Regions from separate parts of the Mus musculus genome. Here regions 2, 3, 4, 5, 6 and 7 are each linked to region 1. The links are chromatin contacts, called in public Hi-C, HiChIP or PLAC-seq and promoter capture Hi-C maps. All regions are on one chromosome and are shown on one strand. The core of a region is the stretch at or near the end of the contact, and the rest is flanking DNA. Distances in the headings are between cores, read along the strand shown. Region 1 holds the start of Ptges3 (prostaglandin E synthase 3). Region 2 holds the start of A730063M14Rik (RIKEN cDNA A730063M14 gene). Region 3 holds the start of Os9 (amplified in osteosarcoma). Region 4 holds the start of B4galnt1 (beta-1,4-N-acetyl-galactosaminyl transferase 1). Region 5 holds the start of Arhgef25 (Rho guanine nucleotide exchange factor (GEF) 25). Region 6 holds the start of Pip4k2c (phosphatidylinositol-5-phosphate 4-kinase, type II, gamma). Region 7 holds the start of Dctn2 (dynactin 2).

Region 1 (4,182 bases), core at 468-2,967:
CAGTTTGGAAAATATCAAAAAGTTTTTACATAAACTTGTCCTAAGAAGCCAACATGACATCAGAATACAGGTCAGTCACACACAAGAGCTTTTTCTTAACATCTCAAAGGTAAAATTTAAATCCATGCTGGTGAGATGGCTAAGCAAGTGAAGGCTCTCCGTTTCTCTACCTGACAACTTAAATTGTTTCCCCACAGACTGTCCTCTTACCTCCAGGAACACGAGGGGGTGGGGGGAGGGCACACACATGAATAAAATTACTATAATGAAACACTAAAATGTAAAACCTGCTACATATCTTTGTTTTTATGGGGGACTCCTCCAAATTTCTTTACACATTTTCTAGTACTACATGGTCTTCTTCTAGGACCTGTTTCTCAGCCACTAATTGGCTCTAGGACATCGTCTATCAATTTAGATTTTTAGCCATTCAAGCAAGCAGTTAAAACTTAAACTTGTACAATCGTTAAACTTTTTTTTTCAACTACAATCCGTAACTTTTAGTGCTGTGCATAGCAGCCACCCACACCACCCTCAAGTACTGTAATTCAATTCTCTCATATTTGAAAGTTGTCCAGGCTAGAAAAATAAGGGCAAAAATTCTTAGATTAAAAGAATCTGTAACCTCCATATAAACAAATTAAGACCTTCAGGCAAGTGAGATGGTCATTTTATACCTGTTTCACCTCCGCATACAAAGAGCATGACGAAATGCCACCCAAAGTTTATTGAGGTACAGAGAAGAAAAGAGTCCACAAGTATCTTGTGACTAGACACGTGCAGAACTACCTGCTCCATAGTAACTATTACTCGCTGCCAAGGAGGTGACCGCATTTGCTAGCGTTCACCATTTTCAAGAGACCCGAGATGTGGGAACGGGAAGTTTCGTTGTGGTGACGGCATGGCCCCCTCTAGTTGCCTAGCAGTGCCTGCCGCCGAGGGCCGCGTGGTGCCCTACCGGTAGCACCGGCTTACGGCGGCACCCACAAATGCTCTCAGCCCGGTCCTGCCGGGTCCGGGCATCAGCACCGAGCGGCAGGACTCCACGGCTCCCGGCGCCCTCATGGCGGAAAGCTCACACACGAGTTTAGGGCCTAAGGCTAAGTTCCCAGAGTTCCGAGAGAGCCAGGCTGTCTAGGGAAGAAAAGTGGGATTTCTGGCACGAGGAATCCGGGGGTCGATCTGGAGGTGGGGAAACGGACATCTGGAGGAAAAATGTCCTCCAACGGTAACAGGAACAAGGATGCAGGCCCTCCCACCCCACGGCAGGGCTGCCACCAGCGCGGGCGGGGAGAAAGGCGAAGGGCCGAGGGTGGGGGGAGGGCGAGGGGCCGTTTCCCGGCAGCCGGGGCTCCCGGCGCGGCCTCGCTCCGCTCCGGGACGACCTTCCGTCGGCGGGATGTCGCACTCACATGGTGAACGGGGCAGAGGGCCAGACAAACGGGTGGGCGGGCCTCGCTGGCGGCGGCTGGCGAGTCGACTCCTCTCCGGCGGCGACTCCGGCGGTCTCTGCCCGGTCGCGGCCTCTCCTCGCTCCTCTTAGGCGACGGCGGCGGCGGGCTCGGCCTCGATGCCCAGAATGCACCGCGCGGAGAGCGGCTCCCTCAACCCGGGAGAGAAGGAAAGTGTAGGAAAAGGGGCGCGAGGACGGAGAAGGAGCGTGCGTGCGCGCGAGGGGTGGCGAGGCCGGGCGGCGGCTGGTGACGCAGCAAAATGCCCGGGCCGGCCGCCGCGCGTGCGCAATCGCCGTTTCCAGGCTCTGCGCGGTTTTCTAGAGATCTCTACGGAAGGGGCGGGGCCTCCCGGCTCCTTCGCGATCCTTCCCGCGCCCGCCCCTCCCCTCGACCCTCCGGCTGCCCCGTTCGCGCCTGTCTTCCCGGGCTCCGGTCTCGCGTTAGCAAGCCGTTGGCCGCCAACCGCCTGAGCACGCTCGCGGGCGATCTCCCCGAGAGACGTAGGGGCCGCCCTGGAAGGCGGTGGGACGCTGCGGCGTATACAGCAGACCCCAAGGCGATGTGTGGGGATTGTTTTGTCTTAGACAGGGGTGCCTGCCGCAAACCCAGGTTGGCCTCGAGTTCAGTCGCCCGAGTCCGGGATTGCAGTCCTGTGCCAAAGCCACCACGCCCGGCAACGCCGGTTGCATCCGTGGAAAAACGGCTTCGTCCTTAAAGCCTGGACCACTCGCTGTTTTTCTGATTGTCCGGATCCCGCCTGGGCTCCTTTAGCGGAGGAGCTGCTTTTGCCTCTTTGCCTTTAGGGGCGCGCCTCTCCCCCCTGCTTGGAGACATTGGCGCCCTGGGGGAGGCGAGGAGGGAAGTTTCTAGATTAATTCGCTGTCTCCTTGCGTGAGTTCAGATGAGGTGGTTAAGGATCTATTTGAAAATCCTTTGACTGGTTTTGTATACAATGCCCTGGGTTAAATGGGGTTAGTAGCCAAGAACAATCTCTGCTTATCAAAAACTGACGGATTAGGGCAGAGGTAGACCAATGAGCCACTATTAGGACATCAGGTTTTTAGAGTAATCCTGCTTCAGTCTCTTATGTGCTGGTATTACAGGCTTTTTTCTTTTGATATTGATGTCAGTGCAGACTAATTGGTGATGTTGGCTGTATAGTCCAGATCCAATTGCCTGATGTTAAGAACTTTACCACCTGTCAGGGAAATGAAAATTAGTCTGGTGTAGTGTCACAGGCTTGTAATCTCAGCTGAAGGAGCTGGGACAACTTGGTAGTGTGGGCAACTTCCCTGTTTCAAATTTCCATTTTTTCCCGAGGTGATGTAAGTATTCTGTCAACAATTATGTATGTGTACCGTGTGTGTGCCTGATTCCCACACAGAGGTCAAAAATAGGGCCTGAGATCCTTTGAAACTAGATCATGTGAACCATGTAGGTTCTGGGAATAGAACCTATGTCTTTAAGAGCACCCAGTGTTCTGACTGCTGAACCATTAACTCCAGTTCCCTCAAAATTCGAAAAGAGCTAGGGTTCATGGCCCATGTCTGTAATCCCAACAGTGGGTTGGCAGGTAGAAGCAGGTTGATCTCTGAGTTTGTCCAGCCTTGTATATATAAAGACACATGCCTCAAAAAATCAGACTTGCCGGGCGGTGGTGGTGCACACCTTAAATCCCAACACTCCGGAGGCAGAGGCAGGCAGATTCTGAGTTCGAGACCAGCCTGGTCTACCAAGTGAGTTCCAGGGCAGCCAGGGCTACACAGAGAAACCCTGTCTCAAAAATCAAAAAACAAAACAAACCCCCCCCCCAAATCAGACAAAAACAAAACAGACAACCCCACCCCCCAAAAAGAAACATTTTCAATTTCAATAAAGGTTAGGATGTAGCTCAGTGGTAGAGTACTTGCTTAGCATGGGTAAGCCCTGGGCTTAGACCATGACACCAGCAACTACTAACACATCCCCAAAAGAAAAAAGACCCACTGTTATAATGGAAAATTGAAAAGTGTTAGAAGCACAAAAAAAGAGGGACATGTTAACTGGAAGAAACAGAACAGGCCTTGTTAAGAAACTTTTATCAGGGATGAAGAAATAGCTCAGAATTTAGAGCACTGGCTGCTCTTCTATAAGACCTGGGTTCAGTTCCATTAGTCCCAGGATATCTGACCTCTGGCCTCCAATGGCACCAGGCATGTGCATTGGGCATAGATACTACACACAGGCAAAACACCCCCACACAAAACTTAAACAAGGCCAGGTATGACATATGCCCTTAACCCTAGCACAGTTAAAATCAGGCCATCCAGGGCTATGCAGTGATTGATACTGTCTCAAAAAAAAAAAAAAAAAATGATGATGTAGAAGTTGACAGCACTTACTGCTCTTCCAGGAAACTCAGGCTCAATTGTCAGCTTCCACATGGTGACTCACTGTAACGTGGTGCAAAGGCACATACATACATACATACATACATACATAATACATTCATAATACATACATACGCAAAACACCAGTACAAGTAAAATAATGAAAATAGGATGGAAGGCCTTCAGTTCATAAGAAAATAGTTCAACCTACCTTTTTGCTTTGTTGTAATGCTAGGGACTGAGCCCAGTGCCTCCTGTGTCCTTTACCCATCCCCATTTTGACCTGCTTGTCTTAGGGTTATTCTCTAGGACCCAAGGCAACCCTTGGAAGAAGGGTTTTGAAAATGTTGGCAACAGTG
Region 2 (4,182 bases), core at 1,039-3,538, 990 kb after region 1:
AGTTTGAGGCCAGCCTGGTCTACAGAGTGAGTTCCAGGACGGCCAGGGCTATACAGAGAAACCCTGTCAAAAAGCCAAAAACAAAACAAAAAAAAAACAAAAAAACAAAAAAAAAACCAAAAACCAAACCAAAACAAACAACAACAAAAAAAATATTTTGGGCTGGAGAGATGGCTCAGTGGTTAAGAGCACTGGCTGCTCTTCTAGAGGTTCTGAGTTCAATTCCTGACAACCATACGTGGCTCACAACCATCTATACTGAGATCTGATGCCCTCTTCTGGCATGCAGATGTATATGCAGATAGGGGACTCATAAACATAAGATTAAATTAAAATTAAAAAATGTATTGGGCTGGTGAGATGGCTCAGTGGGTAAGAGCACCCGACTGCTCTTCCGAAGGTCAGGAGTTCAAATCCCAGCAACCACATGGTGGCTCACAATCATCCATAACGAGATCTGACTCCCTCTTCTGGAGTGTCTGAGGACAGCTACAGTGTACTTACATATAATAAATAAATGAATAAATCTTTAAAAAAATGTATTTAATGTGAGTGTATTGCCTAGATGTATATGTTGTGCCATATGTGTGCCTGGTGCCTCCATCTGGAGCTATGGCGGGTTATGAGCCACTATTTGGGTGCTGGAAACTGAAGCCAAGTGCTCTTAATCTTGGAGCTGACTCAAGAGTATCTTCTTGAGGGTGATTTAGGAAGGATAACTTTGAACTTTTTTTTTTTAATTTGGAGATAAAGGGGTTATGCTTGGATTTACTGGACTCCACAAAAATGGACTAAACAGGGGCTGGAGAGATGGCTCAGCAGTTAAGAGCACTGACTGCTCTTCCGAAGGTCCTGAGTTCAAATCCCAGCAACCACATGGTGGCTCACAACCACCCGTAATGAGATCTGACACTCTCTTCTGGTGTGTCTGAAGACAGCTACAGTGTACTTAATTATAATAATAAATAAATCTTTAAAAATGGACTAAACAGTAATAACTGAGCGTTGCTAGCTACTGGGTACTGATTCAAGCATCTTATATATCCTAACTCATTTAGTCCACATGACCATCTTGAATTTGTTAAAGAAGTATTGCTAGGTGTGTTGCATGGCCGTCTTTCCCTCTTTGACAGATGAAGAAGATATAGGGGATTTAAGTACCTGGCCGGTGCAGATGGTGAGCCAGAAAGTTCAAACCCATGCAGTTTGACTGCAGCACGGATAGACTGTTGGCAGTCACAGGGTGTGAGCACACGTGGGCTCGAATCACTGTGTGGAGCTGATGGGAGCATTCTCTGGCTTCATTCCTACCACAGCTGCTTCTTTGCCCAGGAGGAAGAGAAAGGTAGTGTCGTTTGTCACTCCACTAAAAGGGCACTGTATCCAAACGCTTATGCAATAACGTTATCGACCAGCCACCCACTGGAGTGAAAGTATTGAGCCTCCGGGCTGGAGAGATGATGGCTCAGTGATTAGGAGCACTGGCTGTTCTTCCAGAGGACCTGGGTTCAATTCCCAGCAACCACATGGCAGCTTACAACTGTTTGCAACTACATTTCCTGGGGTACACTACATTTCCTGGGATACGACATCCTCACACAGACATACATGCAGGCAAACCCGCCAATGCACATAAAATAAAAATAAAAATTTAAAAAGAGACAGTATGGAGGCTCTTATTTATTCATATTCCAGACTCGCCCCCACTTTGCGTCATGTGCCAAGCCTGATCCAGCACGTTTGTGTTCTAAAGATGTAGAGCACACCAGCGTCTGTGCCTGTGGTTTTGTCACGAACAGGAATGCGCCGGCCTCAAGTCACTGTTTCCACCTGAATTTCTGGCGTGTCCACACTGCAGGGAAAGGGATGCAGAACGGAACGTGAGTACTAGCAAACACAGTTAACAAATGCGTGAGGATTTGCCCGCTAATGCTACGCCCGACTTGGATCCTCTCTAGCTGGGCTTCATAGTGCATTTGGCTCCTCGTGCTGTTCCAGAGTATGACTGTTCCAGAGTATAACAGTGAAACGATGGCACCAACGTGAGATCATCGGGAAACACGGGAAATCGGCGGAAAAGGGTTACCTTTAGAGGTGCAGAGCCCCTTCCTCTCACCTCTACGAAACCCCTTTTTTCTGTTCACCTGAGTCTCCTGAGTATCTCCTCGGGTTCCTAGTCTCGAAATTCCGTACTCAGGAATCCAAGATTTTTTTTTTTTTTTTTTAGTTAGCTTCTGGTCTCTAAGACACTGTCTAGAAACCCTGGCCTCGGTTTCTTTCTTTCTTTCGCCTTCCTCTTCTTCTTCTTCTTTTTTTTTTTTTTTTAAGTTTCCTCCAATGAAGAAACTAAGGGCAAGACTGGGAGGCAGGCTGGTGACGTAATGCAGATTGATTGGCATTGAAGTCCTGGATGTCTTGGATTAGCCACGAGTTTCACCAATCCAGAAGCAGGGGTGGGACGGTGCAGGCGCAGAGAATTGGTTTGGGTGGCTTGGATTTAAAGCGATAGACGCGGTTGGGAGTCCTACAAGACGGTCCTCGATACCCTCCCCACAAGTCTTGGGACCATTTGGGTCCCCAGATCTGGGGAGATGGTTTGCGGCGGATTTGCCTGTTCCAGGAATGCGCTGTGCGCTCTCAACGTGGTTTATATGGTGAGGTTTTGGAAATGGATAAATCTCCGGGGCGGAAAGAATGGGGGAGTTTCTAGGGGACTTCCGGCGTGGAGAGGGGTGTACTGGGGGTTCTGGGAAGCTTCCCAGAAACTTCCGGCGAAGAGGGAATTCCTGGGTACTTCCGTGGAAGAGGATAGATAGACTTCCGGTGATGAGGGGGCTTGTTTGGTGGTGGGCAGGGGTGGATTGGAGACTGAGGGCCTATAGTTCCAGTCTTCACTTTCTGCTCCAGTTTCTTCCCAAACTAGAGTTACTAGACAACGCCAAGGCTTCCATTTGTGTGTTAGGTACCTACTTACCCTGCCCTACTCTCTCTCAGTCATTCCCAGTTGCTTGGGAAGTGCGCTTAGAGATGAACAGTACTGACTGCACACCTCAAGCGCTTAGCTTGTCAAGTCCACGTCCCCTTGTAATATAGCCTTGGGCTGTGCTGCATTGCTAGAAATCTTTGGCGATGACCGGGTCTCACTGTATAGCGAGCTAGCTAGCACAGACTAACCTGGAACTTCGCTGTGCTGCGGTTGCAGGTATGAGCCACCACATCAGGCTGAATAAAGTGTATTCTTTCTATTTCTTGCAGCTTGTGGGCTTTTTGCTCATTGGCGTGGCTGCCTGGGGCAAGGGCCTCGGTGTGGTGTCTAGCATTCACATCATTGGAGGAGTCATTGCTGTGGGAGTCTTCCTTCTCCTCATCGCGGTGGCAGGACTGGTGGGCGCCGCGAACCACCATCAAGTGCTGCTCTTCTTTGTATCCTGGCCTTAGTGATTGGGGCCTGAGCGGGCTTTTCCTGGGAAGGGGACCAGGGGACCTCAAACACGTCTCTTTGTTCTTACTCTGTAACCCACACAAGTTGACGGTTTTCCCCCAACTTGATAAAAAGTGCAGTTTGTGAACAGAGAAGGGCCTTGAACTCTGCCCCCTTGCCTGCCACATCGCAGTTAGAATTACAGTGGTGAGATTTTAAAGACAGAAACTGGGCCTATGCTATGTAGTCCTAGCTTGGAGCTCACACTAGGCTGGCTACCACACAGCTTTGTCTGTCTGTCTCCCTGAATGAGGTATTTTAAATGGAAAACAGGTCTTTTTGCCCTAACTTCTTCTCAGTATATGATCATCCTAGGTTTGGTCTTCATCTTCCAGTTTGGAATCTCTTGCTCATGTCTGGCTATTAACAGAAACACACAGGTAAGGGTAAGCCCTTTCATGTACTTGCTTGCTTTCTCCACTTTTATCTGACCCCTTCATCTCATCCTTGCTCAGACCCACTGCTTCCACAGATGTGTGCTCCCTGACACATATGGTTAATTCCCCAAGATGCAGAGAGACCCTGAGACACCTCACATTACCAATGATCACGCTGCGGTCTCTGTGGGGTTTTCCTTGCTAAAGCAGGGAAATGGAGACTCCTGAACCGAAGGGTATGTGAGGAGACTAATGTCTAATAATGTTCTAACGAATGTTAATGCCTGTGTGCTCTCTAGGCAGATGTCATCAATGCTTCGTGGT
Region 3 (4,182 bases), core at 956-3,455, 940 kb after region 1:
TGCTTTTTTTTTTTTTTTAATTTGAATAAGAGGGGTGTGCTCGTGTACGTCCATACGTGAGTGTTTGTGACATATCGAGGCCAGAGATCGGCACGGGCGTCTCCCTCTATTGCTCCCTACCTTTGTTTTTGAGACAGGGTTTTTGGTTGACGCTGGAGCATGCCAATTTGCCAATTTGGCTAGACTGGCTGGCCAAGAAGCCCCCAGGATCTGCCTATTCTGTTTGTCTTAGGGTTGTTATTGCTGTGATAAAACACCAGGATCAAAAGCAAGTTAAGGAAGGACATTTATTTGGCTTATGCTTCCACGCCACTGTTCATCACTGAAGGAAGTCAGACAGGGGAGGAACCTGGAGGCAGTAGCTGATGCAGAGACCATGCTGGGTTGCTGCTTACTGGCTTGCTCAGCCTGCTTTCTTATAGAATCCTGGCCCATCCGCCCAGGGATGGCTCCACCCACCATGGGCTGGGCTACATTCACTAATCAAGAAAATGTCCTATGGGCTGGACTACAGCCTGATCTTGTGGAGGCATTTTCTCAGCGGAGCACCTTTCTCTCAGATGACTCTAGCTTGTGTCACACTGACATAAAACTGCCCTGATGAGTTGAAATGACAGATTGTCGGCTGAGCTAGATTTTTCTATGAACTCAGGCCTACACCAAAACACTTTTCCATCTACCCCTGCCTCTTCCACCCCAGGCATCTCTCTAGCCTCCAATTTGCTTTTTCCTTTCTGACTTGCTTGTTTTGGTTTCTTTCTTGTGTATTAAGGATTTCCCTTAGATAGATAACTGTGCTTGGCTTTCCGAGTTTTTAACTGTGAGGTCTTATGAAGATCTGATCGAAAAGTCTGTGTGCAGGCACATAACCCAAGGTGTTAAAAGCAGGATATGTGTCTGTGTATCTTTTAGATTTTCCCCTGGCGTGGTGAGCTTCCCCGCAGAAATTTTCCAATGGTATATAATGTCTCTCGTTTGCCGTTGTCTAGGAATTGATATTCTCAGGGTTGCTAATTCAGTTACCGTCTGTTTCCAGCTTCATTTCCCTTTTGTTTTTACAGGTTTTCCCTTACAGTCTGGACAAACAGACACTTTACCCACATACCCAAGACCCAGCCCAACTTTAACCAGAAGGCCCTTATTTTTAGTTCTTCCTTCTCCTCTCCCCTGCCTTCCTCCTCCTTGTCTCCTCCTCCTCCTCCTCCTCCTCCTCCTCAAAGATTGCTATTCATAAGCTGGGCTGGCTCCTACTGTTCATCTTTTTGCCTCAGCTTATAATTATAGGCATCTACCTCCACTGTTGGCTCCATTATTATTTCTTCTTCTTTTGAGACAGAGTCTTATGTATTCCAGGCTTGAACCCAACTCTATGTAGCCAAGGATGACTGCTTGGATTCCAGGTGTGTACACCAACTGTGATGCAGCTTGAACCCTGCTAAGCCAGTGTCTGTGTGTATTTGAGAGTGTGACTCAAATATCGAAGGCTGGTCTCAAACTCACAATATGGAAGAGGATGACCTTGAATTATTGAGCCTCCTGCCTCTGTGTCATGAGTGTCGGGATTACAGGCATGCACTACCACACTCTCCTTCTTAAAATAATTTTATTGGAGGGCAAATTCAGGTTTTGACACAGATTATTTGGTTGTTGGTAATATATTATCATATATGTGTATATAAAAATATGTACATGTATATTTGTGTGTATATAAATGTAAATATGTACATAATTATATATGTACATACATAAATATCTGTGCGATATATGTATATTTTTATGAAGAAGCATGCTTCTGTATAGTATATTTTGAAAAGATATTAAGTAACTTCCAAAAATATCCCCCGCACTCACCATCCGCTTCAATATTCTGCCCGATGGAGATGCCATACATTGCAAGAAATATATGAAAAATAGTAAGAAGGTTTATTTCCGACAGCTGGGGATGAGACAACAGGCAAAAGAACACAGCCACATACCACACCTCAGGATTAAGGAGCGAGGAGGGGAGGGGCCCAATCTCGCCGATGATTGGTTGTTGCTCTTGGCCAATCAGAAACAGCTATTGATTTTTACTAACAATGCGACCCGCCTCCCTGGAGGCTTTGACGCCACGTTTACAAATGAGGATGCGTTACGTAAGAGAGAGCTCCCGGACAGCCAATGAAAGCTTGGGGCGCTAATGGGCGGGTGAGGCCGCTGCCAGGTTTGGGGCGGAAGGGACATCTCTAGCAGAGACGGAGCGGAAGATGGCGGCGGAGGTGCTGCTGTCCAGTCTGTTGGGATTGCTATTTCTAGGGCTCCTGTTACCTGCGCGTCTGACGGGCGGTGTCGGGAGCCTGAATTTGGAGGAGCTGAGTGAGATGCGTTATGGCATCCAGATCTTGCCGTTGCCTGTCATGGGAGGGCAGGTAAGGGGTGTGGGGCGAGGTGAGGGTCCTGTGCAAGAGGAAGGGGCGCACGGTGGAGGAGGAAGGGCAACTGCGCACCGGGCTCGGGAGAATGGGGGAATGGAGAAGGGATGGTGGTGTTCCTGCGGTCCTGCTGGGAATGGCAGGCAGACCCATCCTCGGAGACCAGGCACCGACAGGGGTAGGGCTCCCCACTGTAGACCTTAGTTCCCCAGGTCGTAGTGAAATCACTGGGACCCCGCCGGGTGGGGAAGCGAGAACGCCCTCTCCTCCGCTCAGCCGGGGCAGCTGGAGGACTTGTGGCTTATTCTCTCTTCCACTGGGCACGTCCCCAGGGTCTGAAGAGGGATCTCGTTGTTCTTGGTCCCAGCCTCTGCCTCCCTGCCCCTCTTCCCGACCCTTCTTTCCCAGAGCCAAGCTTCAGACGTGGTGGTTGTGTCTTCAAAGTACAAACAGCGCTATGAGTGCCGCCTACCAGCTGGAGCTATTCACTTCCAACGTGAAAGAGAGGAGGAGACGCCTGCTTACCAGGGGCCCGGGATCCCTGAATTGTTGAGCCCAATGAGAGATGCCCCTTGTTTGCTGAAGGTGAAAGGAACTGGGGTGGGCGGAGGGAAGGCTTGGGAACCGGAATGGAGGCCAGTGGGAGTTAAAGGGCCATTGGTGTACTAGATATGTTTGGGGGGGGGGGAGCGTGGGGGGTGGGGTGGGGGCGTGCAAAGCAAAGACTCTGCTGAATGTAGGGAAAGGTTAAGATAGAAGATCTCAAAATAGGTTAAACCAACATCAGAAGGACGGTGGTGGGACCAGAAGAGCTGGAGCCTACCTGTAAAGTCACCTCCTGCTCCTATTGCTCATTACCTCAGGATGCCATTGTATTCCACGAAGTTCAGTGAATACTTGAACCTGTGGGAGTCCTCATCCAAGTGCTTCAAGGATACCATGATTTCTTATCTTTATGGAGGGCAGGGAATGATTTATGCCTGTGATCCCAGGTGGGTCACAGAGCATCATAGCCCTGTCTGAGAAGAAAGAAGAAAGAAGAAGAAAGAAGAGAAGAAGAAAAGAAGAAGAAAGGGCATGGGTGGGGATCAGTTATACTTTAGATGTGCGTCTCCAGCCACGAAAAGAAAACAGCTGTCCCTTCTCACAGAGTCGAGAATGCGGGAGGGGAGAGAAAAAGGGAGGTGAGAACTAAATGACAGGTTATATATCTCGGAGCCAGGAGACTGTGGTTTCACAAGGAGATCATTTTCTTGCCTCCTGATTGTTCCTTTTTCCACTATCAGACCAAGGACTGGTGGACATATGAATTCTGTTATGGACGTCATATCCAGCAGTACCATATGGAAGGTGAATCGCTCCTACACTCCCCCTAAGCCTTCATGACCCTGTGTGGTTGGTAACCTTCCCTCCCAGTCCTCCCTTCTAGGCCTCATCATGAGAATAGTGGGCTTTACTGTGGTTTCCCTTACAGACTCGGAGATCAAAGGTGACGTCCTCTATCTTGGCCACTACCAGTCCTCCTTCAACTGGGACGACGAAACAGCCAAGGTGACTGGGGTGTGGGGTTGGATTGGGGACCGGCTGAGCGGCAGATAGAGGGCCCAGGCAACAGGGAGGGTCACATTGAGCTGGTGTGCCTCTTGGGGTTTGGTACCCATCAAGCCTCCTGGGCTCTGTTCTGTGATCCCCCGGTCCCTGCGGGAGTGTGTTCCCTTTCTCACGCCCTCTCCACCCCGCCTCATGTTTTCTCCAGGCTTCCAAGCAGCAT
Region 4 (4,182 bases), core at 811-3,310, 890 kb after region 1:
CCTTAGAGTCCCTCTGCCTCCATATCTCTTTGTCAGAGATCTCCACCTGCTAGCCTGTAGCTCCGCCACCCTCACGACCTGACTTAACCCCTGAGACCTTCCTTCTTTACCTGGCACCAGGATGCTCCTGAGGGGCTGAACCTCCACACCCTGCAGGGGGTACTGTAAGGGGGAGTTGGCGGGAGCTATCAGCAGCTGGTCAGCCAGGGACCGGCTCCTGTAGTGTAGAGGTGATAAAGGAGTCAGTAGGAGAGGAGCTCTTTCTTCCAACGGGGTCACTACGACACCACTGGCCTCCCTGGGAAGAGCTGGATCCTCCTCTCTCACTGGTACCTTGCAAGGAAGGCCTGGTATTCCTGCTCCCTGGCGACAGAAACAGCCCTCAGCTCCTCAGCGTCAAAGGCTTTAGTGAGGTCAACCGCCCGAACCTGTCTCAGAAAGGGCAAGGGAAGGCTTCCTCCCTTGGATTCACAACTGCAGTTGTTCTGAGCCAGCAGCCTAAAGGGAGGAGAAGCGGCTTCAGAGTCCAGGTAGGTACCTAAGCTCCATTTATCTCACAAAACGCACAGCGCTGCACACTTTGATCCCTCAACTCTGCCCACAGGTGAGAGACAGCTTATCCCTTAAATCTGTGCGTTACAGAGGTGCGAACTAGGGCCAATTACTAGGATGTCTACGTAGCCGCCATCCAGGAACCCTTCTGGAATCTCAAGTCTAAATCAAGACAGCAGGCAGTCTCCGGGTGCTCTTTTGCCTGTACATCCTCCCACACTCCAGTGGCGGCGACAAGGTTGAGGAGGATAGATTTGCCGCGCCCCTGTCTCCCCCCCAGTTCAAGCTTCGGTAGCCCTCTCCACCTCCCTGATAACTGCACCCAACCAGTCAGCAGTAAGCAGCGTCCGAGTCTAGCACTGGAGGAAACAAAAGCTCCCCGGCCACCCCCTCCAGCATGTTCTGCGCTGTCGCCGCCGCCACGCCGCGGTCCGCACTCACCCCACCACTTGCTCCTTGATCCTGACCGGGATGTGTGCGTAGCGAGGCTCAGGGGCAAGGTCTAGCAGATCGAGTCTCGGGGGACCTTGTGGGGGCGACCACAATGCCAGAGGGTTCGGGAGACTTGGCGCGTTTCGGGTGCTGGAGTACAGGAGACCCAGCGAGGCGCAGGCGAGCAGCAAGACTAGCGCATAGAGGGCCCGGCGGTCTAGCCGCATCCTGATATGGGGGAGGGTGAGAGGTGACCAGGCTCTCAGAGAACGTGAGGGCCGGGACTCTGGACCCCGCCGCCTCCGAGGCTCGCGCAGGTACCCAAGGCCAGCCATCTCCGCTCCGCACGGCGCGCACCCCTTCCCTCATGCTCACGCCAAAGGTCTCCCGGCCTCCTTTCTTCCGCCTCTCTCTCGCCTCTGGGCTTCCGCATACACCCAAGGCTTGCCGTGGTGACATGCAGTATCTTGGGTGCGCAGCCCTCGGGGACCCCACCCCCACCCCACGGGCAGCAGCCGGGCCAGGGTGCTGCGGAGGGGCGGCTGTACTGCACCTGGCGGGTCAGGGAAGGCACGGTGTCGCGCCCGCGCTCGCGGGTGCCCGGCCTCGGTGACCCTCGGGTGGCCTCGTTGAGCCACGGGCACGATGCGCGAGGCCAGGAGGACGCCGCTCCTGCCCACACCTCGGCCGCCGGGCGTGCCAGCGCACTGACCTGTCTAACGTTCTAAGGCCGCGGCAGGATCGCGGTCCGGGCAGTGCCCGGTTCTCCGCCCCGGCCGGGGGGTCCTCATGAGGCCGGCGACGGCCTGATGCGGGAGCTGGGCGGGAGGGAGCCCGACAGTGTCGGGGATCCGACTCCTCCCGCCTGCGGACTCCGGGGCTTTGTAGACCGCAGCGCGGGGGTGGTTCTGAACGTTTCCTGCCGGGGTGAACTGGATCGTAAATCCGCCGCGCCCCAGCCCCAGCGACAAAGCGGGGAAGCCCTGGCACCGCGTCGCGCTCCCAGGCAGCCGAGGGCTCAGGCCTCCGCCCGGCTCTCACACCGCAGCGCAGCGCCGCTCCCGGGCTGGCTGCGGCACAGGCTCGGGCTCTGAGCGGGGATGGCGAGCTCCGCGGCGCCGTCTGGCGGACGCGGAGAAGATTGCTTAGGCGATGAGCCCTCCCGGGAAGGTCCCCCCTTTTCACATCCCTTCGTCCCCAAACCGCGGTGTCTAAGATGCCAGTTCCCGGTCCCCGCCATTTCCCCACTCGTTCACAGTGTAGCCCCAGGAAGGGCGATTGGGTTCAGTATGCGGTCTAACCTCATTTCAAGGAACACTTGGATGGGGAAGATGAAATAAATAAAACCAGCCAGCCCTGGAGGTGAACACTGCCTCACGAGCAACAAAGACAGCGGCCTCTCTCTGACCTCTTGGCTCCGAATTCCAGCCATCAACCGAGGCAAGCCGTTACTCAATGGCCGGCCTACTTCCCCTAACTGCTTCTTGGTACAGACTTGAAGAGGAACCGCAGAAAGTGGCCAGATGGACAGTGAAGTAGGCCATAGGTGGCTTGATTCCCGACACTGACCAGAAACAAAGTCCTGTGGTTCTCAGAAGGATCAAAATTGAATAGAAAAATAGGTAAAACATAATGAAAAATGTGTCTGGGGGTTGGGGCTGTAGATAAGCAATATTGAATGAACTGTGTGTGTGTGTTGGGGAGAAGAGGGAAAACCCACCCTTAAACCAGAAGTTTCAGATCAAATGCTAAAAGTAGAATTACAAAACCTTTAAAATAAATCAAGGGCTTTTTTTCCTTTACAGTCGGAAGAGATCCCCTAAGCAAGAGGCGAAGGGAAATATTAGTAAACCTGTCTATATAAAACACTTACTGGAGAGATGGCTCAGCAGTTAAGAGCACTGGCTGGTCTTCCAAAGGACCTGGGTTCAATTCCCAGCACCCACATGGCAGCTTACAACAATAATTCCAGTTCCCGGGCGTCTGGATACCCCTTCACAGACCCACATGTAGATAGAATATTATTGTAAATAGGAATAAATTTATTTACAAAACACTTGATAGACATCGGGTGTAGAATGCAAAGTTAGGTTTTTATTACTGTGCCCAAGAACTCCGTGAATCAAAATGATCTTTGTAACCGGTCAACTCCCTGCCCGAGGACAGATACGCCACGATTCTCTGGAAGCTGTTACCCGTATCAGATAGCAAGCCACATGCGTTCACTTTTCTAGGGGATCACAGGGAGTTGAGAGGTAGGTAGGAGGAAGTATGTCAGGATGTATGCTTGCTTCCATCTGACCAAGGCATAGCCTGTGAGTTAGCCCTTTATAATCACCTGGCCATTGTAGCTGGTGGCCATTTTCTAGGAACCCTGGAGTGGACTGGCCAGAGTCCATCATCCTGGCTAGTATTAAAGCTTGCTTCAAATTTTGTTCAAAAATTGTGGCAGTCATCTTATTCTTGACTGGTAGAATCAAAACCGACGTGGCGCATGCCTTTCTTAACACCGTGGAGTCAGGAGCTGAGGAGTTAGCAGGTTTGGTCTGGTCTAAGTAAGTGAGACCCTGTCAGAAAGCCAACAGTTGGGTTGGGGGATATGGCTTAGTGGTTAAGAGCTTTTCTCCCTCTTCTAGAGGACCCAAGTTTGATTCGAAGCACCCATGTTGAGTGGCTCATAACTGCGCACTAGGAGACTTTGTGCCCTCTTCTGGTCTCCTCAGGCTCTCTCTCTCTCTCTCTCTCCCCCTCTCTCTCTCTTCTCTCTCTCTCTCTCTCACACACACAGCACACACATGCAGACACACGCACAAGTGTTGAAGATTAACCTCATTGAGAGAATGGTATTTTGAGATTTTTCATATATTGTTTCCCTACGCATGGAAATATCTTGTGAAGCACACACACACACACACATATGTTCTTCATACATGTGCGTACATGTGTCCGTGTGTTAGGATGTGGTGGTTTGGATGAAGAGGCTCCTCAATTGGCTGAGATATTTGAGCACCTGGTCTCCAGGTGATGTCACTGTTGGATGGAGAAGGCACCTTACAGGAGGAAGCGCGTCCTTATGGCTGGGCTCTGAGAGTTCAGAGCCTCAGCCCACTTCCTGTCCTCTCTCTAGTGGGTTTTGTCAGCTGAGGTGTGATCTCTCTCTCAGTCTCCTGCTCCTCCTGCCTTGCCTCCCCACCACAG
Region 5 (4,182 bases), core at 438-2,937, 870 kb after region 1:
CGCCCCCCCCCCCCAAATCTGGAATTGCTGCCAGACTGTAGCTTTTAATTTAATAAAAATAAAGTGAAATATGCAACTCTATGCCACACCCGTCTTCTGTTCCTCGGACAGGGTGGGGGTGGGGTGTGGACCCGCTGAGGAGATGGGGTAATGGGGATTCCTTGCATGCCTGAATGGACCCTTTCTCTTCCTAGGAGTCACTCTCCTCTGGCAGAGCTAACGCTGGGCGTTGCAATAACCCTGCAAAGCCCTAGGCCACACTTGGATTGATGGAATCAGGATTAAGAGGGGTTTGTTTGTGGTTCAGCTACGTTTGTGGAGAAGGGAACAACCCTACCCCTTTTGAGAAGTTTGGCTGCGGTGGGAGCCGGGGCGGAGCCGGGCAGGGGGGCGGATTCGGCAGTAGCAACTCCCCGGACGCACGCAGGCCTCAGAGCCCCCCAGCTTCCGTGGCCCCTCGGCCCTGAAACTTGAAGCAGGGTAGGGGTCCAGCATGAAGCCCCCGGACCGCCCCACCCCTGGCCGCACTGACCGGATACTGGGGGTCATGGGTGGCATGCTGCGCGCATGCGCCGTACCCGGGCAGGAGGGGGTAAGGAGGAGGGACCGCGGGTGGGGTCGGGGGGGTCTTTAGAGGACTTTAGGAGAATTGCACTCCACGACTCAGTTTCCCCGCAAACAAAAGTTATATGGAGCAGTCGCAAGGATCCATAAATTCAGTTACGAGGGCCATATGCCAAGTTCTGGTTGACGCTTTCAGAGTAATGTGTATTTTGACAGGAGGGAGAGAAGAAGGGGGAGGTCGTGGCAGCCTAGGAAAGGGTCCTTACAGTGACTCTGTCTCGGCAGCCCCCGGAGAGAGATCCCTTAGGGCCTGGGAGTACCAAGACAGAGAGTGATTGTATCGAGGAGGATCAGACAGGGCAGCGCGAACCTGAGGTCCTCGCCTGGGCTCCGCAGCCCGGTAAGAAGCTGGGCTTGGGTGGGGCACAATTTGCCATCCTGCGCAAAGTGGTGACTTCAGATAGATTCTGTTCATATTAGCATAAAGGCTTGCGCCTAATTTGCATGGGACCATTAAATCGCAGACACCACGCTTCTCTTCTAGCCCGATGTGTGTCCTCACTTCGGCGGGTCCCGAGCCCCCGAAGGCGGAGTGGAGTGTCCCCGCGCCCCACCCCTGGCCCTGGGCCAGCCCAGGCGCCCGGACTTCGCCTTAATTGGTGATTAGTTTTAGCTGGAGTTCTGGGGCCTGGAGGAAAGATGGGTCGGGGGAGAGGGCGGCACCTGGGCTGTGTTCCCTACAAAGTGTTCCCCAGGCACACAAGCCCTACTCGGGGCATGGGGGTGAGGGGTGGCGGGGGAGACAGCCAGAACCTCAGAACCATTCACACACAACAAGGCCCCATCCTGCGAATTCTTCATCTTAGAGTCCAAGGGGCGAGCAAGGCAGACCCACCTCCAGCCTTCACGCCCACCCAACCCAGAGCCCCGCAGTTGCAGCTGGGATGCTAGAGGGAGCCCAGGCCTGGGAGGAGGGGCGGAGGTCTGGGGACCCGGACTGCAAGCGTGGAGGTGCCTGGGGGAGGGGGCTGGGGAAGCGCGGAGGGGCGGAGCCTGGCCGCAGAGGCCCCGCCCCACGGCAGCACCGTGGCCCGGCCTGTTATTCCGCTCGCCGCTCGGCCCGGACCCGCGCGGCTCCAGTGGCTCTGGGAATCGGCCCCCGCACCTCCCTGCCCGGGCCTAGAGCCACCCCTAAGCCGAGGCCGGAGACGGAGCTGGAGCGGCTGTCGCATCCCGGCCGGGCCTCCCCCATCACCCCTTCCTCTGGCTGGACATCTGGACCCTGGGCCCCGCACCGCCGGGGTTCCGGAAACCCTCCCCGCCCAACTCCGCGGCCCAGCCCCGCACGGCCCTCCCTCCAGACTCCCCTGCCTCGACTTCCGTCTACTCCTGGACCCCCGCCTCCCATCCTTTTTCTCCCCCCCTCTCCAAGCCTGGACCCCGGAGGGAGGGAGGGGGGTGTGCGCCCTGCGCCCGCCCCGCCCCGCCCCCCGTGATTCCCCCTGCATGGCCGGCCCGGGTGGGGGGTGCGGGGGGCCCCGGGCGCCATGCGGGGGGGTCACAAAGGGGGTCGCTGTGCCTGTCCCCGTGTGATTCGAAAAGTGCTGGCAAAATGCGGCTGCTGCTTCTCCCGGGGGGGACGTGGTGAGTGCGAGGTCTGAGGGGGCCAGCATTGAGCTTGAGCTGGGGTTAGGGCATCTGCTTACTCTAGCCCTAGGGCTTTAGGGCTGGAGCATGTACGGGTGTTTTCCAGAAAAAAAATGATTTAACAGAGAATATCTAAGGTCCTTTTCCACTTCTAGATTCCTGCTGATTCAAGTTGAGGAAGTTGAGGAAGGGTCAGAGGACCCATTTCTTTCCTTTAGTCAGCTAGCCAGGAGGGAAAATTCTCTGGTGATCGCCTGATGCCCAGAACCTTGTGTCTCAGATCACACTGGCTGAATATCTTCCGAAAAGGGAGCAGAGGAATGGTGGGCTGGGGGTGGGGCGAGGGGTATCTACCTACCTGTAAAGGGTTTTATAAGAACTCACATTGCAGCTCTTCCCAATTGCTGGCCAAAGATAGCCCCGCTGAGCTGTCCTCACTGCCCCCTGGGTTGGGTATGTGCATGCGCTGGAGAGGGGGGCTGTCCAAAACAATATATATAGTAATTACTGGAGTGGGAGGAGAGGGGCTGGAGGTGGCAGACAGCCTCGTTCTTTTGTTCTCACCCCTCTCCGGGAGAATGGTCTGTACCTATTGCAAGGGGGAGTGTTGTAGGGAAGCAGATGGCTACCCCCAGTTTCCAGTGTCTGCCCAGATGGCTGCCCCCACCCGCATATCTGTGCTATGCTCAGGATATGGGGAACCTTCACATGGAACTGGAGGAGCACGGGCCTGGGAGCTTACTGTCCCTCCTCCCCAGAGTGCCTTTGCAAAGATTTCTATCCTGGCCAACCCAAAGGAGGGTGGCAAATGAGGGGACCCTGGGAGACGGGCTGAACATCATGGAGAGGACAACATGGGGGTTCCCCTAGGACTCCCGAGGTGGGGGGCAGAGTCCATCCACTCATGTCGTTTTCCTCCCATCAGAATCCTATTCTATTGCCGTCAGTGAGGGGAGCATGTCAGCGTCTGCTGTCTCGGGGCTGGCTGCCCTGTCTGGCCCCAGCTCTGGCCTCAGCTCTGATCCGTGTTCTCCGATTCCCCCTGGACCAGTAACTGGCCTGAGGAGATGGTTGGATCATTCCAAACATTGTCTCAGTGTGGAAACTGAGGCAGAGAGTGGTCAGACCGGACAATGTGAGGTGAGCAGGGAGTCCCACAGAAGAAGGACCCTGGGAAAGAGTGCAGGTTGGGGTCACTGGCCCTTGGGGAACCCATCTACTGTTGACCACCTCAGTCACTGGCTCTGTCTGCCCTTGATCTCTCTCTGTCCAGAACTGGACGCTGGAGCCAACTTTAACCACAGGACAAGAGCTGCCCGAACTGACCTTACTGACTACATTGCTGGAGGGTCCTGGAGACAAGGCACAGGTGAAGAAATAGAACTGGGCGTGTGACAGGCACCTGTTTAGGCCAGCCTCAGCTACAGATCAAGTCCCATGCTCTCTTGTGCTGTATGAAATCACGTTTCAAAATCAATCAGTGAGGGACCAGAGGCATGGCTCAGTGGCTAAGGATACTGCCCACTCTTCCAGAGGGCCCAACCTCAGTTCTTAGCATCCATGTCACATGATTCACAACTACCAGTATCTCCAGCTCTAAACCACCAGCACCCTCTTCTGGTCTCTGTGGGTATCTACACATGGCCCCCCATAATGTAAAAATGGTAATAATCATCATAATCATAATAATAAATTTCAATCCCAGCACTCCAGAGGCAGAGGCAGGAGGATGTCTGTAGGTTCAAGGTCAGCAAGTTCCAGGACAGCCAGAACTACATAGACTCTATCTATGTAGATGATGTACCTATGTAGACCCTACAAACAAGTCCTTTTTTTTTTAATTTTTTATTTTGTTTCGAGACAGGGTTTCTCTGTGTAGCCCTGGCTGTTCTGGAACTCACTCTGTAGACCAGGCTGGCCTCGAACTCAGAAATCCACCTGCTCTCTGCCTCCCAAGTGCTGGGATTAAAG
Region 6 (4,182 bases), core at 1,062-3,561, 850 kb after region 1:
CCCCACCCCAAGTCAGGTTTCCAGGACCAAACTGTGCAGGATGAGACAGGATCCCTGGCCACGGTGTGGATGTAAGGAACTGAACCCAGGTCGTCTGAAGAGCAGTTAGTGCTCTAGCTGTTGAGCCGTCTCTCTAGCTCTATTTTAACTAATAAAAACGTTACATTTATTTATTGTGTATGTGTGGGTAGGCCCGTGTATGTGGAGGTCAGAAGACAACGGGTGGGAGTTGTTTCTCTCCTTCCCTCATATAGGTTCTGGGGGTAGGCCTTAGGTCATCAGGCGTGGCTTTACACAGACGCATCTCAACAGCGCTGCACCGGCCTCTTTTATGATACTCTGTCCCAGTGTCCTTTGCTTGTTCTGAGAAAAGTCACTCATGACCACAGAGTCCACGGCAATCCTTAAACCTGTATCCCCAGTCCAGATGGCTCTGCTAAACACTGGGCCCTTTTCCAGTCACCACAGCCTCTCGGTGTAGCCACGGCCTGGGACTTCCTCCTGTCCTTTGAATCTCACACCCTCAGTGAATTTTCCAAATTGACCTTGAGCTGTTTTTATTTAGTCATGTGCTTCTTTATTTATTGTGGAACCTGGGAATGAGCCCAGGTCTTGCACATGCTAGCCAAACACTGTAGCACTGAGGGACACTTCCGGCCTCAAACCTTGTGCCTGTAGATGCCATTTCATCTTCACTGGGTTAGCTCACCATCAGTATACGGATTTTGGCAATGTTCGTCATCCACCGGAATGTCAGAATAAACATTCTAGCAGTGTAAAGCAAAGAGGGTCTCCTGTGCCCATGTCCCGTCTCTAGCCTTATGTCTTTATGTCTTCTGTCTTCCTTTTGGTCTTCATCTTTGTATACTGCTCTTTCCCTAGGAAGCCTTTCAACATCTTGCTCTGAATTTACCTTTTCATTTATTTATTTTGGTTTTCCCAGACAAGGTTTCTTTGTGTAACCCCGGCTGTCCTGGAACTTGCTCTGTAGACCAGATTGGTCTGGAACTTAGAGATCTGCTTCCCTCTGCCTCCTAGAGTGCTGGACTAAAGGCATGCACCACCACTGCCCGGCATGTCCTTATCTCTTAATACTGCAGCCTTCTCCTTGGCTAGTCTGCGTCTTTAGACTTTTAATTCCTCTAGGGTAGAATTTTTCCTTTGCTTCAACCAGAGGAGAATCAGCCCCAAAATGGTAGTGGCTTCCAATTATGTTCTCAGTAAATACCTGTTGACTAGATGAATTAATGAACGAATTAAAAAAAAAAATCAACTTGGGGCCATGACCTAAAATTTCATATTTCCAGAAGATGAAGACATGACTTAGCCGGGCAGTGGTGGCACATGCCTTTAATCCCAGCACTTGACAGGCAAAGGCAGGCAGATTTCTGAGTTCGAGGCCAGCCTGGTCTACAAAGTGAGTTCCAGGACAGCCAGGGCTATACAGAGAAACCCTGTCTCAAAACAAAACAAACAAACAAACAAACAAACACCCAAAAAACAAAGAGAGAGAGAGAGAGAGAGAGAGAGAGAGAGAGAAGAAGAAGAAGAAGAAGAAGGAGGAGGAGGAGGAGGAGGAGGAGGAGGAGGAGGAGGAGGAGGAGGAGGAGGAAGGGAGGGAGGGAGGGCTCAGTGGTTAAGAGCGCCGACTGCTCTTCCAAAGGTCCTGAGTTCAAATCCCAGCAACCGCATGGTGGCTCACAACCATCTGTAACGAAATCTGATGCCCTCTTCTGGAGTGTCTGAAGACAGCTACAGTGTACTTACATATAGTAAATAAATAAATAAATCTTTAAAAAAAAAAAAAAAAGAGCATTAGCTCTTCCAGAGGACCATACTTGACACCCAGCTCCCACAACTTCAGTTCGGAGGATCCGACGCCCTCCTCTGGCCTCCGGGGCACTGAACTTACATCGTGCCAGCCAAACACCTATATACATAGAACAATTAAATGTATATATTTAAATTTGTCATGTCTGCAACCCCAACTTCATGGAGTCTGCAACCCCAACTTCATGGAGGACCAATCCTCACTTCCGTAATACCCAAACTTTATACCGAGAATGAGGCAGGGGATAGCAAGTTTGAAGCCAGCCTGGACTAAGCAAGGAGACCGGTCTCAAACAGAACGTTCGCCTACGGACAGAGCTCATCCACTAGAAACTGGACAGAACCGGAAGCGACAGAAGCGCCGCCCTGCACAGCGCCAACCCCGCATCCTTGTGAGTGCAACCCGAGCCAGGTGACCGCCCGGCAGCCGAGGGGGTGGAGCCATCCCCGCCGGCCCCGCCCCGCCCCGCTCGCGCGCCTGAGGGCGGGCCTCCGGTCACATGACGGCTGCGCAGGTGAGCACCGCTTCCGGGTCGGGCTTCGGAGTCGCGGCTAGCTCCCGCTTCCACTCGCTCGGGTGCGCGGGAGACTATGGCGTCCTCCTCCGTCCCTCCCGCCACCGCACCCGCGGCAGCTGGAGGCCCCGGCCCGGGATTCGGCTTCGCCTCCAAAACCAAGAAGAAGCATTTCGTACAGCAGAAAGTGAAGGTGTTCCGGGCCGCGGACCCGCTGGTGGGCGTGTTCCTGTGGGGCGTCGCTCACTCGGTAAGAACCGGCGGGACCCCGGCTCCTGCCCCTTGGCCCGAGGATCATCCGGGTCCTCGCGCTGCCGCCTCTCCCCCGCCCGGCCTGGTTCCCAGCGCACCATTCCCCGGTGTCCCCCGGGGTGGCTTCTGGTGGAGACTCTTGTCTGTCCCCTTCCCCTTTACTCCTCCCCTAGAGTTCCATCTTCACCTGATATCCAGCTCTGTTCCTTGACTCCTTCCTGTCAGGTCCAGCCCCAGGCTACAGGGACTGGCCAGGATCCGGCTGCAGCCAGAGGGACATTAAGGGGAGTGGCTCTGAAGGGTTATTGGTGAGGTCTGGGTGCGACAGTGCGTGAAGCGTGTCTGGGTACTACTGCCTGGCCAGAGAAGTAGTTTGATTTCCTCTCCACCTTGCTTTTGAGCCCCAGCCCTTGACTTTCGAACCTTGGCTTTTTCTGGGAATGCCTCTAGGCTTTTTGGACCTTCTAACCCTGCATGCCCTTTCCAGAGATTCAGCGTTTCAGAGAAGTTACCCCACTCTACCCTAGGGATGCCCTCTCTGAGGTCGAAATGCTAATATATGTCTTTGGGCTTAGCTGTGTCCCCATTGTTGGCTGGAGTGATGGTGTTTGCTATAAATGGAGTCACCTGTAACCAGGGAAAGGTTGAGGAGCCGTGGTGGCAAGGACGTTATTGGTGGACTTTAGGTGCCAGAAGGGGCTCGGAACAGTGCAACTGAGACCGATGGGCCCAGTGCACCTCCTGTCCTGAGGATATCGTGGAGGAACCAAGGCTAGTGAGGCATGGCTGGTTTTCTCCTTACTTAGGTCGGGAGTAGGAAGCATGCAGTTATCTTGAGCTTGACAGGGACTATTTTGATTACCACTTCTTTGGGTTGTAGACATGATGTGTTGTGGAGGTGTGAGGGGGCGAGGAAGAGGCCACATTGTTATGTTCTGATTGGAACATCGCTGGCGGTCAGTTAGCTCCCTTCTGCCTTGGCTGCTCTCAGGGGTATTATCTTTAGCGAGGATTCCATTTAAGGCATTTGCTGTGGGTAAGACTAGTGGAGATAAGGCTGCCCTAGTACCTTCCAGGTGACTTACCCATCCCCGTGGAACATGTACATACAGGGGAGGGTTTTCCCGTAAGACCTACCTCACGCTCTTTAGGCAAAATACCATCAACACCTCGCTTTCCAGCCAGCACACATGAACCTCAAGATTTAGAACAGAGAAACTCCTTGAACATATGTCTTAGCGATGATTCAGCGTGCTTAGCAGGTGGTAAGGAGCAGGCAGGAAAAGCTGAATTTTAGGCTGGGACTCTCAAGTAGCTTTTTCTTTTTCTTTTCTTTCTGAAGGAATATGTTCTGTCCTCTTTCCTACCGAGGACAAGAGCAGTTGCGTGCACTGTGGCATGTGGGATTTAGGTTAGACTGCAACCTTTGTCAAGTGAGAAAATGAGGACAGGCATTGTCTATTCACTTAATAAGCGGTTCAGGACCACTGTGTGCCAGGCACTAGACTAGCTGAACCTGCAAGGTGCCGATTAGACGGGGCCTTGCCCTTGCAGAGCCCAAAGCTAGGGAGAGGGACTTAATATA
Region 7 (4,182 bases), core at 877-3,376, 790 kb after region 1:
CTAACTCCTATACTTCCTGTACACAGTCTAACAGTCATGTAAAAGGGCTCCTTTAGGGCATCTCTTCCTCTGCAATAAATTCCTGGTTAAAGTGTGTGCCCCGCCCCCGACTCCTTAGAGCACACAGAGCAGGCTTAATATATTACTATCGTCTTTTCTCGGCTGATTACAGTATTTATGTTATTCCCCAAAATGATCTTGGTCTGACCACGCGTGTGGTTTTCTGACATTTCCAAGTCATTTGCTTCCACCTTCCCTAATGGCTGCTACAGTTCAAATTCAAGTTCTTGCTAAATACTAATGAGAACTTAATTTAATGAGTGAAATATCTTATAAAATAAAAAAGGTCGGACTGGAGAGATGGCTCAGCAGTTAAGAGCATCTGGCTGCTCTTTCAGAGGTCCTGAGTTTAATTCCCAGCAACCACATGGTGGCTCACAACCATCTGAAATAGAATCTGATGCTCTCTTCTAGTGTGTCTGAAGACAGCTACAGTGTACTCATATAAACAAAATAAATCTTTAAAAAAAAATGTCTACTCCAACCTTAAACGATTTACTATGTTCAAGCTTTATAATTCAATGCACAGATTAGACCCTGGGGCCTAACTAATCACTAGTCCAGAATGTAACTGCTTTGAGATATCTCAATTGTATTTAATAAGACTTGGGTTTTACAGGTCTTGTTAGTTGTAATCTCACTGGCTCGACTCTCCTTTCTGGCATTGTTCATTGGTGGCTGCCAGCTGCTGGGCAAGGCCTTTGAAAGCCCTGAGACCTCCACACCACCCAGGCTGGGGTTGGCATACCCACTTATTGTTGTGGCTTGCCAGAGAAGGAAAAGGACCTGCATCTGGGGAGAAAGGTCAGAGTCCAGAGGGATCCTGAGGTAGCACACAGTCTTACCGCATCAAACTCTGCTTGATCATCCTCAGGTAGGTCGCTGGTTTCATAAACGTCTGGCTCATTCCTGGCCTGCAGGGAGAAGCGGTGACCACCCAGACTCATTACCCAGCATTCATCCCTTATCCCATTTCCTTTGAACAAGGCATTGCAAAACCTGACTGTCATTCAAGGATTCCGCCCTCCACCTCCCCTGTCAACTCTATGTCCGTTTCATCCAGTGGGATGACCACAGGTACAAACTGGGATCTGGGATAAAACGTCCATAGTGAAAGAAAGATGCTACCCTGAACATGGCTGAGAGGCCAGTCCTTGGTAATTATCTTGTCCTAATCTGGTGAGGGTTTCTTGAGTTAGGCCCTGCACATCACTGTACAAGGGTTGAGAGTGACTCAGGACCTTAGTTCTCAAGGTCCGGTGTGCCAACCCCCCGCCCCCAACCCTGAGAATGCAGAGAGGACAGCATCAACGGAGGGTACATGCCGGCTTGTGCATGAGGAGCAAGCACACAGGTGCTCGCAATGCACAGAGCTCCCCACTGGCACAAGGTTTCTGCAACAGTAACCTCTTCCCTGGCAAGATGAAGGCCACCAAGTGGCCTGGTGAGTTCGGCTGGAGTCAGGGTGCGGGGGCGGGCAATCGGGAAATTTGGGGCGACAAGGGCACTGTTGACATGGACGGTACAGACATTCGGGCTCAAGTGGTAAGCGCCCGGAGGCGATTTCTGGGCGGAGAAACCGGCTACTGCCAGAAAAAGGGCCCGACGCGGTCCAACGGCCCGGCCCAGTCGGGTCTGGAGTCCAGAAGGTGCTGCGGCCGTCGAAGGGCGAGCGGCGGGGACCCTTGGGGCTAGGGGGCTGCCAGCGGGAGGGGTCGCGGGCTGGCTTCTGTTGGGGGTCCTCGGGAGGTCGGGGGCGCGGTCTGGGGAGCCGGGCCCGGCCCTGTACTCACAATGCCGGGGAGATCGGCGTATTTAGGGTCCGCCATGGCGGCGGCGAGGCGGGGCTGGGGGACCGAGGCCTCGGAGGAGCCGGGGCTGGTGACCGAGTGGGGGAGAGGCTGGGTCCGGGTCCCCAGCAAAGGCGACGATAAGGGGAGCGGCGGAGGAGCAGGAAGTCTCGCGACAGGAGCAGGCCGGCAGGAGGCGGGGGACAGCAAAAGTCGCGAGGACAGCCGGCTACCACACCCCTGGACAGGCTGGGATTGGTGAGAGCGACAGGGAATGAGGTAATGGCGAGGAGACGCCGCCTAGCATTGTGGGATATGTAGTCCCGGTCTTCTGGGGCTTGGGCTGGAAGCGACAATAACAACGTTAGGGAGCTATTGCATACAGTTATCTCCTTTCGTTCTTAATAGTCTATGAAAGGAGTTTCATAATTCCTGCTTTAGAAAACCTAGAGATTGGTTACATGAAACCACACAGCTCGCCACGTTGTAAACAATAGCAAGATTTAGTAAACATTTAAAGAATAGAAAAATGAGGCCGTCTTTTCAGGTTAGGGCTTCTGGACAAAATAGAGGGACCCTAGTTAAATTTTAATTTCAGGAGCTGGAAAGATGTCCCAGGGGTTAAGAGCACAGTCCTCTTGTAGAGGACCTGGGTTCTATCCCCAGCATCCAGATAGTGGCTCACAGCCATTTATAATTCCAGTACCAGGTGCCCTCTTCTGGCCTCTGAGGGCACCAGACACACACGTGGTACACTGACATACATGCAGACAAAACACCCATACACATAAAATAAATAAATAATAACAATTTTTTATTGAAGTTAATTTCAGGTCAACAACTAACAATTGTTAGTATAAGCATGCTTCTTATATTTCTGATATGCATATAATAATCTGAAACCCAAGTTCGTCTGAGGGTGCTATTTCTTCTTCTTTTTTTCTTCAAAAGTCTGGACATCTTAAATGAAAAAGCGCTGGCTCACAGTCTGACTGAACTCTCCATGACGGTCATCAATTTCATTAATAGTTCCCCAGAAATTAGGAGGAAGGAATTTGACACAGGTCTCAAACTGTAGTTCAGGGTGGCTTGGAACTCACTTTTCAGTGCTGGGGATTGAACTCAGGACCTTACATATAGTAGCTTTGTGTCCAGTCAGCAACCAATCTTTCTGGAGGAGAGATACAGTATGGTTAATCCTCTTACTTTGCCACATCAATGCATGACAATAGAAACCCCAATTATTTAATTTAATTTGTTTCTTTGTGTGTGTGGTGTGTGTGCGCGCACACAGGAACGTGGAGATCAGAGGACAGCTGTTATGCATCTGCTTTCTCTCCCCACCATGGGGGTCCTGCAGATCAAACTCAGTCGTGTGGCAAGCCCCTTCACCTGCTGAGCCATCTCACTGACCCATTTTTAAAACAGAAGGAAAGGCTGGGTGTGGTGGCACATGCCTGGTCTAGTGAGTCCCAGAATCTCTATGTAGCTCCAGCTGTCTCAAAACAAGAACAGAAGAGGAGAAGGAGGAAGGGGGTTGGGGCTGGGATGGGAGGTGAGAGACAAATAGAAAACCTACTACGTGCTACTAGAGAAATAAAAAGGTACACTCAGGACAAAAGGAAGTCCTCAAGCCAGACACAGTGCTGTCCACATATATTCCTAGCACTTGGTAGCCTGGGTAGGAATACAGGAACAGGCTAGCCTGTGTAAGGACCCCCCACCCCCCACCCCCCCGGCCAGGTCCCATCTCAAAAATTAAAATAACCGAAAATAGAGGATGAACTGTTGCAGCTGTATAAAAACCTTGTTGGGGGCATGTGTGGGCACACATACCCACTGAATTCTTGCCTCGATGGACTGTCATTTTGAAGTCACTAAGGATGCCACCTTCTTGTCTCTAGAGGCTGGACGTTGGTATATTTCCTGAGCTTGCAAGATGCTGCAACCTTCAGAAACAGTGCCAAACGACCGAGGGTAGCGTTCCTGAATTAGGAACTCGCCATTCTCATTCCTGGCTTCTGCCCAAGCCTCGGCCTCTGTCACCATGATCTCCAGGTCATGTATTGGGCTTCTTTCTGTTGGTTCCCTTAAGAGTCAAGGAGTGTGACTAGTGAAGGCCCAGCTCAGCTGGTATCTGGCCGGTTAGGGCTTGTTTGTCTAGGCCACTGCCCTCTCATCCTTCCCCCTTAGTAACTAACTGACCCTAGACACTGGCCAGTTTCTGAGCCAAGGCCTCCACCCCCTCCCTTCTGATTTCTCCCATCACCCCATCTTCCCCTTGGCTGGAACCTCAAGCCCTGCATCGGAGCTCTCTGTTGACAAGCAGAGG

The links. Promoter capture Hi-C pulls out the DNA fragments that hold promoters and counts their contacts. A called contact is a pair of places that touch in the nucleus more often than the background predicts. HiChIP or PLAC-seq counts read pairs in DNA pulled down with a chosen protein or histone mark. Capture Hi-C pulls out chosen DNA fragments and counts their contacts.
Region 2: an H3K4me3 HiChIP or PLAC-seq map of neural tube shows a contact between it and region 1, with 4 times the contacts expected there. The contact joins the promoter of A730063M14Rik here to the promoter of Ptges3 in region 1. A contact is called at or near these places in 3 of 39 promoter capture datasets (the SN4741 cell line, hippocampal neurons and liver), 1 of 484 Hi-C or Micro-C datasets (B cells), 4 of 115 datasets of contacts at active chromatin or transcription factors (astrocytes, differentiating embryonic stem cells, neural tube and 1 more) and 1 of 9 other capture datasets (liver).
Region 3: a contact with region 1 is called in a Hi-C map of centroblasts, with 11 times the contacts expected there. The contact joins the promoter of Os9 here to the promoter of Ptges3 in region 1. A contact is called at or near these places in 4 of 39 promoter capture datasets (hippocampal neurons, liver and pre-B cells), 1 of 484 Hi-C or Micro-C datasets (centroblasts) and 3 of 115 datasets of contacts at active chromatin or transcription factors (bone marrow-derived macrophages and fetal liver).
Region 4: a contact with region 1 is called in a promoter capture Hi-C map of hematopoietic stem and progenitor cells, with 3 times the contacts expected there. The contact joins the promoter of B4galnt1 here to the promoter of Ptges3 in region 1. A contact is called at or near these places in 4 of 39 promoter capture datasets (the C10 cell line, hematopoietic stem and progenitor cells, liver and 1 more).
Region 5: a contact with region 1 is called in a promoter capture Hi-C map of liver, with 2.7 times the contacts expected there. The contact joins the promoter of Arhgef25 here to the promoter of Ptges3 in region 1. A contact is called at or near these places in 4 of 9 other capture datasets (adipose tissue, liver, macrophages and 1 more).
Region 6: a contact with region 1 is called in a promoter capture Hi-C map of hematopoietic stem and progenitor cells, with 5 times the contacts expected there. The contact joins the promoter of Pip4k2c here to the promoter of Ptges3 in region 1. A contact is called at or near these places in 3 of 39 promoter capture datasets (hematopoietic stem and progenitor cells, liver and pre-B cells).
Region 7: a contact with region 1 is called in a promoter capture Hi-C map of liver, with 4 times the contacts expected there. The contact joins the promoter of Dctn2 here to the promoter of Ptges3 in region 1. A contact is called at or near these places in 5 of 39 promoter capture datasets (hippocampal neurons, liver, neutrophils and 1 more) and 3 of 115 datasets of contacts at active chromatin or transcription factors (embryonic forebrain, embryonic stem cells and pancreatic cancer cells).

The regions. Positions count from the first base shown.
Region 1 is chr10:128,056,517-128,060,698 of GRCm38.p6, reverse strand. It overlaps Ptges3 (prostaglandin E synthase 3), which reads right to left and starts at 1,717. Exons shown (of 8, transcript NM_019766.4): 1 at 1,413-1,717. The coding sequence starts at 1,414.
Region 2 is chr10:127,068,587-127,072,768 of GRCm38.p6, reverse strand. A730063M14Rik (RIKEN cDNA A730063M14 gene) reads right to left here and starts at 2,288. Exons shown (of 2, transcript NR_040660.1): 1 at 2,145-2,288; 2 at 1,668-1,852. It overlaps Tspan31 (tetraspanin 31), which reads left to right and starts at 2,508. Exons shown (of 6, transcript NM_025982.4): 1 at 2,508-2,654; 2 at 3,256-3,423; 3 at 3,781-3,861; 4 at 4,158-4,182. The coding sequence starts at 2,592.
Region 3 is chr10:127,119,183-127,123,364 of GRCm38.p6, reverse strand. It overlaps Os9 (amplified in osteosarcoma), which reads left to right and starts at 2,205. Exons shown (of 15, transcript NM_001171026.1): 1 at 2,205-2,408; 2 at 2,820-2,996; 3 at 3,698-3,761; 4 at 3,886-3,962; 5 at 4,168-4,182. The coding sequence starts at 2,247.
Region 4 is chr10:127,163,034-127,167,215 of GRCm38.p6, reverse strand. B4galnt1 (beta-1,4-N-acetyl-galactosaminyl transferase 1) reads right to left here and starts at 2,060. Exons shown (of 11, transcript NM_008080.5): 1 at 1,697-2,060; 2 at 994-1,212; 3 at 334-498; 4 at 111-217. The coding sequence starts at 1,211. Gm51819 (a long non-coding RNA gene) reads right to left here. Exons shown (of 3, transcript XR_003949045.1): 3 at 3,533-3,551.
Region 5 is chr10:127,186,277-127,190,458 of GRCm38.p6, reverse strand. Arhgef25 (Rho guanine nucleotide exchange factor (GEF) 25) reads left to right here and starts at 1,687. Exons shown (of 15, transcript NM_001358557.1): 1 at 1,687-2,208; 2 at 3,137-3,351; 3 at 3,485-3,580. The coding sequence starts at 2,112. It overlaps Dtx3 (deltex 3, E3 ubiquitin ligase), which reads left to right. Exons shown (of 6, transcript NM_030714.2): 6 at 1-81.
Region 6 is chr10:127,209,751-127,213,932 of GRCm38.p6, reverse strand. It overlaps Pip4k2c (phosphatidylinositol-5-phosphate 4-kinase, type II, gamma), which reads left to right and starts at 2,311. Exons shown (of 10, transcript NM_054097.3): 1 at 2,311-2,595. The coding sequence starts at 2,422.
Region 7 is chr10:127,264,206-127,268,387 of GRCm38.p6, reverse strand. It overlaps Dctn2 (dynactin 2), which reads right to left and starts at 2,126. Exons shown (of 14, transcript NM_027151.2): 1 at 1,854-2,126; 2 at 906-974. The coding sequence starts at 1,889. It overlaps Gm40800 (a long non-coding RNA gene), which reads right to left and starts at 4,084. Exons shown (of 2, transcript XR_872171.2): 1 at 3,687-4,084; 2 at 2,644-3,021. It also overlaps a transcript of Kif5a not described here.